Regions from separate parts of the Cyprinus carpio genome. Here region 1 is linked to region 2. Evidence: chromatin contacts called from public Hi-C data. All regions are on one chromosome and are shown on one strand. Each heading gives the region's core, a stretch centred on a gene start, on an enhancer-like site or on the middle of the called end of the contact. The rest is flanking DNA. Distances are from core to core; before and after follow the strand shown.

Region 1 (4,942 bases), core at 1,414-3,913, 69 kb before region 2:
TCTGGGCCTTGAATGTATCATTTGCACTGCTGTCTATGGAGGGTCAGAAAGCTCTCGGATTTCATCAAAAACATCTTAATTTCTGTTATGAAGATGAACGAAGGTCTTACAGGTTTGGGATAACATGAGGGTGAGTAATTAATGACAGAATTTTCATTTTTGGGTGAACTATCCCTTTAATATGATCTCCTTTGCTGAACTTTAAGTAGGTAAGTTGTGGTTCAGGTTGTTTTTATGTCACCTCTGGAGTCCCACAGCCAGCAGCTTTTGAAAGGTATGACATAATAATGGTCAGAGTAAGATGGGGATTTTGTTCTCTTTGAGGGCTAGCAAAAATAACCACAGTTTCCTCTCCCGCCGGTTCCAGCAGCAGCCGAGGAGATCCGAAAGCAGACGCTTCCACAGACCGCAGCTTCCAGGAGGCTGCTCTGTTTTCTTATAACCTATATATGCTAAAGAGACACAGCGAGCAGAAACAAAAAATACTAAATTCATGGACACACTATACAGTAGTACCAGTGACGTCAAGATTTTGATATCATAGCAATTGAACACGAAAGTCCTTTATTTGAAAAGTCTGGTATTAATATCAAAATGCGACCCTGGAGCACAAAACCAGTCATAAGTAGCATGGGTATATTTGTAGCAAATAGCCAACAATACATTGTATGGGTCAAAATTTATGCCTTTTTATCTTTTATGCCAAAAATCATTAGGATATTAAGTAAAGATCATGTTCAATGAAGATATTATGTACATTTCCTACCATAAATATATAAAAATTTAATTTTTCAGTCGCTATGCATTGAATTGCTAAGCACTATGCATCACTAAGGACTTAATTTTCGTTTTTTTTTTGCACCCTCACATTCCAGGTTTTCAAATAGTTGTATCTCAGCCAAATATTGTCCTGTCCTAACAAGATTTATTTTATTTAGCTTTCAGATAAATCTCAGTTTCCAAAAAATGATCCTTATGACTGGTTTTGTGGTCCAGGGTAACAAATTAATAATTGAAGTGAAAATAATGGCATGAATCAATTGAGTAATTTTAAGTATTTTAAGTATTTCTTCATTATTCTTACATGTCTCTCTCATGTTTCTTCCTCTCTCTCTCTGGATCTCCATCGACAGATCGTCCAGGACTGAGCGACGTGTCGCAGATCGAGCGCATCCAGGAGAGCATCATCCACGCCCTGCGGCTCCACCTGTTGTCCAACCACCCCGACAACGCCTTACTCTTTCCCAAGCTGCTGCAGAAACTGGCCGACCTGCGGCAGCTGGTGACGGAGCACGCGGAGCTGGTCCAGGAGATCAACAAGACGGAGGACGCTTCACTCCACCCGCTTCTGCAGGAGATCTACAGGGACATGTACTGACTTTGAACCGTCGCCGTTCTCAGCAAGCGCCAAAACACAAGAGCTCCTTCTGCGTGTGGGACAGGAGGTAAAGGATGCTCAGCTCAGAGGGGGAAGAAGCCCGGTGGAAACATCTCTGTGGTGTGCACCTGCTGTGGAATCAAGCTCTGCTGGGACATTATAGGGTAAAGCCAGCTCGCTGAGAAATATAGCACTAACCTTTAATAGGGCACAGACCTTTATAAGATCGATGCCTATAGTCCCATAGAAAAGTGCAATAGATGCTTTTGTAAATTTGCCAAAAAGTGCAGTAAGTAGATGGCACTCTAAATATATGCCTTGGCTCACTGTAAACTCGCAGTAGACCATTAAAGTGCCATATTAAGCTTCATAATCATCTGTTTATAGTGCGAGAGCATAGTTGGCTTGTATTGTTTGTGACGAAATGTAGCCAGTCTGAGATGATGCGCTGCTGCTCTCCTGCTCCACCTATTTAGTTTGAAGGGCGGGGCTTTGGAGATGAGGGGGGTGTGGCTAACGAAACGTAACTTCCAGAGCGGTTGACGTCGCTCTGCACTTTTAAACTTGAGCACAACTCGAGCACTCTGCCAGATAAGCACCAGCTGTCAAGATCTAGGACCTGGAACATATATAGAGTTGACTATCCTGAATAAGGGGTGATTTGTCATATAATGGTTTGATGCTAGAATAAAATGTATAGAGAGAGAGAGCCATATAAATCCAATTGTTTATTACCTCATTTGAAACGCTTGTACATTGAACATCATTTGTAAAATCTCTTGTATAAAAATATTATTGTACACTTTATAGCACTCCAACTGTAATTTTATTGTACAAATGTGTTATGTGTTCTGACTTGGTACCTGTATTCAATTGGTAAATTGTTTTATTGATGTATTTGTGTTATTTTTAAGGAAAGTTAATTTTCGTAGCATTTCGAGCAGAATCTACTAGAGTTGACAATTCACAAGACTTGATCAGACAGTGCTTCGTAGACTGTTGCAGTTTTTAATGAATCATTTCATCTTTAGTTGTGTCTTTTGGGTGCGTAATTACTGACTGATCTCAGCTGGTGTTTGTGGTTTGAAATGAAATGTCACGTTGCTGAATAATGTTTCTTAAAAACCTGAAATGAGCGGCGTGGACGTGTTTATTTCTGGCGCCATCTTCTGTGTAGTCTGATGTACTGCAGGTGAAAGGTGTAAAACGGAAACGCTGAGCCTGTCCTTCTTGACGCACCGTCGTGACGTCGCAGCAGCATCATGGCGCGCTGTCAGATCGCGTGCTGCTCACTCAAAACAAGCAGGATGTGTTTGAACGGGACGCAGAGGAGAAGCGCACGGTTACCTAATGGAAGTGAACGAAGGGTCCGCGCTCGGCGAGCTGTGTGAACTGTCCAGTCCCTTCAGCTTCTGCGGCTAGAAGCCGCCAAACACCTGAGCAGTAGTGTAAGTACAATAGTATTTGTGACACTGCAAAATAGTGCTCGAGATGGTCGGTCTTCTTAAGCAAAGGATGAACGTTTGCAGTAAAGCTTTAGTGATATACATAGATGTAAACATGCATAATGGTACAAGGTTGCGCGAACCGAGTGTGGTTTGCTGTGATGTCACGGTGAAGTATGTGAACGTGACACGTAATGGATGAAATAGATATATGAACATTACATTCCTGGCATAATTTTGAATCAGGCTGCCAGAATGCAGAACCGAAACAGAGTTATTTCCTCACCCTCATGTCGTTGCAGTTATCTATCTATCTATCTATCTATCTATCTATCTATCTATCTATCTATCTATCTATCTATCTATCAAACTCATATAACGCAAGTCAGTGGTATGTTGTTTATTTGGATCCCCATTAGTCTTCCTGGGGTCCACAAATCAATCCAAAACAAACAGTCTTACAAATAAATAGAAAACGAACAAGAATATAATTTCACTTATCACATCACAAAACTATACACATCAGCAGTAGTTAAAATATACAATGACATATTTATAAGCAAATCTTCACATTTTCTTCGAATACATACATATGTACAGTTACTCTTTCGTATATTTATGGGAACCATATTCCAAGCAACAGAACCTTGATAAAGTATAGTATTTTTCATCGAATTTGTTTGTGGACACAGTAAAAAAGAAAAAAAGTTGAGTCTTACTCACTCGACGTATGATCATGTCTAAGTCCCACATAAACAAGCTTTTCATAGAAAAAACAAGGAGTTTGATACTTGACTACTACAATCGTAAATGTAATTTAACCTTCACCAGCAACCATGATAACTTTCTATGCATCTCAATAACATTCGCCCGAAATTGATAATGAAGCACTAGTCTGGCTGCTCTATTCTATTCTATAATTTTTTTTTAGGTGTTTCTCAGATGCACTTGACTGTACCATAGAGCAGTACTCGAGATGCGATAAAACTAATGACCACATCTTTTAAAAGTAAAGATGGAATAAATTCAGAACATTTCCTGGCCACCGCTATACCTTTTATAATCTATACGTTTGGACCAGGACCACGTATTGTCAAGTATCACACCCAGCAACTTAAAATTTGTTACTTGTTCCACTGGCACCCCATTAATAAATCAATTCAAATCAGCAGCCTTAGTCATATTATTTTTTATAACTAAAAACAATACATGTAGTTTTTTCTATATTTAAAATTAGTTTATTAATTCGAACCCACTTTGTAATTGTTAACAGCCCATCACTTAAATTTTCCTGAAGCTCAGCTGATGTATGTGCAGCAGAAAATCAGCAACATGTGGTAAATCATTCATAAAGATAGAGAACGATAATGGACCTGAACAACTCCCTTGTGGAACACCACAGGTATTTTAGCCTCCGAGAAAGAACCATTATAAAACACTCTCTGTCTTCTATTAGAAAGAAAACTTCCAATCCAATCAAGAGCTGTGAGAGAAAAACCATAACGTTTTAGTTTAGCAATAAGAATATCATAGTCAATAACATCAAAAGCTGCTGTATAGTCTATTAAAACAGCACTGACCAGTTTCTTATCATCTAGACATGCTAACCATTCATCTGTCGTGTGTATAAGAGCGGTACTTGTGGAGTGTCCTGGTCTGTAAGCATGTTGTGCATTAGTAAGTAATCCGTTAATTCTAAAATAGTGTCAAATTTGCTTAAAAATAATAATCTCCAAGAGCTCGCAATGTACTTCCATACAGTCCACCTCTGATTATTTTGAAAATGAATGTATCAACATTTTGAACATAGATCTAAGTGAACAAAAACATCCTGCAAAGTTTGAAATATGACAGTGCACCGTATTATAAAGTTATTGTCTTTCAAAAGTAAGAGTCGACTCTGAGTCATTTTTTATGAATCGTTAGAAGACCGAAGCTTTTTTCTCTGACTAATGACGTCAATTCTTGTCAAGTTATTGAATACGATACGCCCACTTATTTCGCTCCAAGACGCCAGTGAAAACTAGAAAACATCACGGCGACGAGACGCTGTGTTTTCTGAATATCAAAAGCAAACTTTTTTCATCTGCCCAAGGATGAGCATTTTTGAAGACTAACG
Region 2 (5,029 bases), core at 14-2,513:
GCTTCAGTTAGTAAATTACGTGTTTTGTGATGCTAAATGACAACACCCCAATATGATTGCATTGCACATGCTACATTTGTTTGGTAGTAAGCACATCTACTTTTTCACCCTTATCAAAGGGCATGGGCCAAACAGAGGAAAACAAAACAGGATTACAGAAAAACTAACCACCAATCTAATCCCAAAGACTTTCTGATCAAAACCAGATTTTTCAAAGAGCTCCTGATATCAGAATTATATTTCTTGGCTGGATTGAAGGACAAAAGGCCTAAAGAAGTGAACCACTGTCGATATTATCACTGAAATAACACGCACATTTATTCTAATAACTATTTAGTGACTCTAGAGGGTTGACAAGCAGGTTGAGTTTCCATGACAGAGAAATCCAGGCTGTTTCTGTTTACAAGTTGGCTCAAGAAGTTTAAATCCCTGTCAAACAAAGTGTTCTTTTTTTCTGTCTTTTAATGCTGGTTTTGCAGAAAATTAATTATAGTATCTACCTCAACAGGGTACGACGAGGGCATTCTTCCCTGCACCACTTTCCATAACAACACTCAAGGCTCTAGAAAATACTCTGGGCTGGAGGAGTTTTCATTTGGCACGGATTCATCTAAGGAAAAAACCTGGAACTCTTCCAAAGACAATATTTGTCAGAGAAGCCTCAATTCAGACCTAACAGTGTTTATTAAATTGGGAGCTGCTGTGCTGCCTTTTTTCGTCCTCTGATCTGTATGTACTTTGAATCAGTTTCAGACTGAATATGAAAGTTGTTCCTTTTTCCCTTGCTCTGCAGTCTCTTTCAAGTCTGTCGTAAGCAACTGATCAAAGGCGCTGCGTTTTAATCAGACAAAACAGATGTGAAGTCAGATGACTGTTTTTAATGGTTTGGATCCAGTCGTTTTGACGACTACTGATATCGAATCAATGGGTGATATGGGGCATGGCACTTCAGAGGAAAAGTTAGTCTAGCTAATTTTATCTCTAAATAAAATGTTATAGGTGGTGGAATGAACTTAAACAGACCTCATAATCTCCCCATGCTGGATCTTCAGCTGCCTAACAAACAATAGAGAACAAGTTTTATTGTTCTGTTGACAAATGCTTTAATTAAAATGGGTGCAGGAGGAGCGTTAAAACTGCACTAAATAACCGATCCAAGGCCACAGCCGAAAACTTCTGCCCCAGGGGAGTAGGAATCAAACCTGCTCTGCAAACAGGAAGCTTCAGCCCACAGCTCAGAGGGTCAGAGTGGATTCAAAAGCATCCGATTGGGTGAGAAGTAACCATGGAAACATTTGAATAACCACAGAGACCGCTCAGATACTTGAGCAGGCTGTTAGCACCGTGTTCAAACATTTAATGCCCCCTCTACACCGAGACCTAAGAGTCTCTTTCCAAGTCACAGAGTTGGAGCACATCCAGGCAAAGACTTTCTGACTCGCAGCACCTGCAGAGCTCGGCTGGGGGGAGAAACAGACATAAAACTATATCTAGGTCAAGTATACTGCATCAACCACACTTCCCCAAACAAACACGATCGCTCAGGAAATACCCCTTTTTGTACCAAAACACATGAAGCCTACTGTTCTCCATGTACTTTGTGTTTGCAGCACGTTAGGCCACAAGTGTGCATGGGTGTGTCTCACTCCTAGCTGGTGTGTTTACTTTTTATGGTACACGTGTCTGTTGTGTACGTGTGCGGGATGCACGTAAGGCTGTATTTACAGCCTTTTCATGAGATCATACGCACAAGTTCGGATTAGGCAACGTGCAGTTTCGCCTTACAGATTTTACTCTAGCGCCAAGTACGTTCTAAGGAAGACTGGTGTGTGTACAAAGAAGTCATCTTCTGTTTATCTGGGGAGAGGTTACAAGGTCATCACACACTTTTTCACTATGAGCTGTCACGCTTTTACTCTAACCACAAGTCCAGAGTGTTTAACAATGGCCTTGCAGTCAGGGGAAGAATTTCAACCTGCTTACATTAAAAAAGCGCTTCCTTTTGCATGATCCAAATTAGTTTTAATCCTCAGATTAGTAAACAGGTTTTGCTATTCAAGTCAAACGGCATACAAAAAGAAGTGAAACCACGTATATAACACACCGATTTACAGGTCATGTTGGCACCACCTAGAAAAAGGAATGTGCTTTTAAAGGGGAAGTTCAATCTAAAATATAAATTCTATTACCATTTTCTCACGCTCATGACTTTCTTTCATCTGAAGAACACAAAAGACGACATTTTGAAGAATGTGTTTTGTCCACTAAACGATGGTCAATGCATGGGGGAACCCTTTATCTTTCATCGTATGTACTAAAACACAAGTATTTTCTAAAATATCATCAAAAGACAAACACAAACTGGTTTGAAATGACATGTGGAAGAGAAAATGACAATGACAAAGCTAGTTCACCGAGAAAATAAATATTCTCGGTGAACTAGCTTTTAACAAAGTCTGCTCTGTGTTTATTTAAAGGTATAGCAGTAGGGGTGTTGCGATATACTGGTATTGACGATAACCGTGATATTCAAAGCAATTATCGATATCGTGTTAATTTAGTGTGTGACAATATACCGGTATTAGCAATAACCGCAATATTTAAAATTAACAGGTCTCTTATGTTTTATGATAATGTAAATTGTAAATAGTCAGTAGCTGGTTGCTGGTTGAGCTGGCAGTATTGTGCCTTAACGCTGACACCTGTCACACAAGACGAGGACGCAGTGCTCGCAGCTGAGGAGAGCAGTGTTCATCAGAGTAAGTTGCCATTATTTTACTAGTCATAGAATGGGGAATGTTATATTAACCTGTTAACAGCGGTTTTCTGTGTTCATATATTTAAGTAAAGGGCGATTATTTTAATAAGTGCTGTGTTTTCTTTACTCATCTTATTTTTGTTTTTGCAATCAATACGGCCTGTGTGTATTAACACTTTATTTCTTTGTTCAACTGTTCTTGAAAAACTGAGCGACCACATTGCTACATTAAACTCTGTAAAATGTTAAGTTGGTCGCAGTGCCACGCACTTAATGCCTCATTTGCGGTTATTCTTCAATAAGGCTCATTAGTTAACATATATAAATAACAAACAATAATTAACAATATTTCCACAGCATTTATTAATCTTAGTTCATGTTAATTTCAGCATTTACTTATGCATTATTAAAATCACAAGTTCTCTTTGTAAACATTAATGCACTGTGAACATGAAAAATTAATGACTCTAATTTTGTCCTTATGTTCGTTAGGTGAAAAAGAAAAAACCAATAAACAAAGTAAAATCGAATTTGACTGATATCTTTTCGCCCCAAGGTTTCATTAGATATCACGATATATCGATATTGTGAATTTTTTGGCCGTTATATGAAAAATCTAATATTGTGACAGCCCTATATAGCAGATATAATTTTGTTTTCATGCAGAATATTAAAGCTTCGCGTGAGCATTTCATTGGCCCCTGAGCAGCAAGCACAAACCAGACAGAGCTGAGTGAGGTGAAACAGGAACTTTAATTTGACCTATTTCACAGAGTTCATTTCCTGTTTTGCCCATTCGTGGAGAGACGCGTGAAATGAGACACCAAAACACTGTTAATGAATGTGGCCACAGAGAGCGGATGTCACAGCCCCATATAATAAATGCCAATAATAAGACTTGGTCTGAAACAATAGACGCCTTAACGCAGCCAGGTTCAATGCACGTAAATCCAGTGTTTTTCTTTGAAGATCAAAGTGGTGTAAATCACAGACTCCTATACGTTCCTGTTTAAAGTTTAGCCAGTGTGCACACGCTAAATAAGCTGAGGTGCTCCCCTGGCAGAAAAAAATGTCTTATCTTAAATCTCATCACCCGTTACACTTATGATATCTGTCGCTGCCCCACCTACTGTGCTACATTAGTGGGGTGAAATGTTCTGTGCTACGTTAATACAAAATGAAAGGGAGGCTAAAAAATTTTGTTCCAGGACATTACTTTTCAGGAAGCAGTTTATTTTAAAATCCACTCAGACTCGATGTATATATCGCATTCCTTGCCTTTATAAGCATACCTTATTGCACATTTAAGTCATTACTGGGATGTGTAAAAAACAAAAACAAAAAAAACACCTCTTTTAATTTAAGTGTGTGCAATTTTAAGTACTGTATGTAATCATCCTTAAAATCGGACTGTAAATATATTCAGAGGTCATTTTTAATCCATGCCATTCTCAGTTTTTAAAAAAACAATTTCATGCTTTGGTAAACTTTCTTTCTTCCTTTTGCATTCAGCATACTACAAGAGGCTTGGAGGAGGTGTAATTCATAGCTTTATCACCTCTCATTAGCGTAAATGTCATAACATGGGTGGGATGTTTAAGGCAGCACTTTGAGAGCTCTCTGTCTGCACAGAGCGGCTCAGTGAGTTGCAGGAATATTCAGAGGATAGGCCCTTTATGTTTCCTGCACCTCTTGCTCAAAGCCAATTCAGTCCACCGTGGCCAATTCAATTGAAAACCCAGACAGAATCTGTTCCAAGCAGGCCAAGAGCCATTCTATGAGAAAACTGAATAATTAGACCGATTAAAGAGCTCTGATTCTGCGCAGACACTGTGGTGAGGTTCGTCTAGTGGGGGAGGGGGTGTTTTCGAGTTAAGGGATTCCTTTAGTAACTATGACTGAGTCTGTCTCGCTTTACCGGCCAGTGAGGGCCCATTATACATGCCCAGTCAAATGTGTTGAGCAGATAGTACAGATTTAGATGTCAGAAGAATTCAAATTAGAGTTCTGTCTTTTTTTTATTTATAGTGCAAAAAACAAGTGTGCGGAATAACTGCTGTGAAATACATGCGGTTTATCAATACTTTTGCACATATTTTGCTCATGTGGCAAAACTCAGTGACCGCACTAACTGCAGCTAGTGCTAAATAACTGTTCTCAAAGCATAAAAATAAATAAAAAAATAAAAAAATTCTGGTTTAAATAAAAAATAACTATGGTCAGATACTTTTGCTCCCTATTGTATTTTTATGGAAAATGTTAAAGGGGTCA

The links. A called contact is a pair of places that touch in the nucleus more often than the background predicts.
Region 1: a contact with region 2 is called in a Hi-C map of skeletal muscle, with 6 times the contacts expected there. The contact joins the promoter of cdpf1 here to the enhancer-like site in region 2. A contact is called at or near these places in 5 of 8 Hi-C or Micro-C datasets (liver and skeletal muscle).

What each region holds. Positions count from the first base shown.
Region 1 is chrB4:14,125,171-14,130,112 of ASM1834038v1, reverse strand. It overlaps cdpf1 (cysteine-rich DPF motif domain-containing protein 1), which reads left to right and starts at 2,663. Exons shown (of 6, transcript XM_042722108.1): 1 at 2,663-2,826. The coding sequence starts at 2,729. It overlaps pparaa (peroxisome proliferator-activated receptor alpha a), which reads left to right. Exons shown (of 11, transcript XM_042722106.1): 11 at 1,134-2,514. The coding sequence ends at 1,378.
Region 2 is chrB4:14,054,650-14,059,678 of ASM1834038v1, reverse strand. No RefSeq gene overlaps it. Among protein-coding and RNA genes, the nearest start is that of rint1, 19 kb to the right of the region's middle. Within about 2 kb of position 1,263, at least 3 of the 8 cell types and tissues checked have an H3K27ac peak or open chromatin away from gene starts, as enhancers often do. A contact at or near this core is called in skeletal muscle, where this site is marked.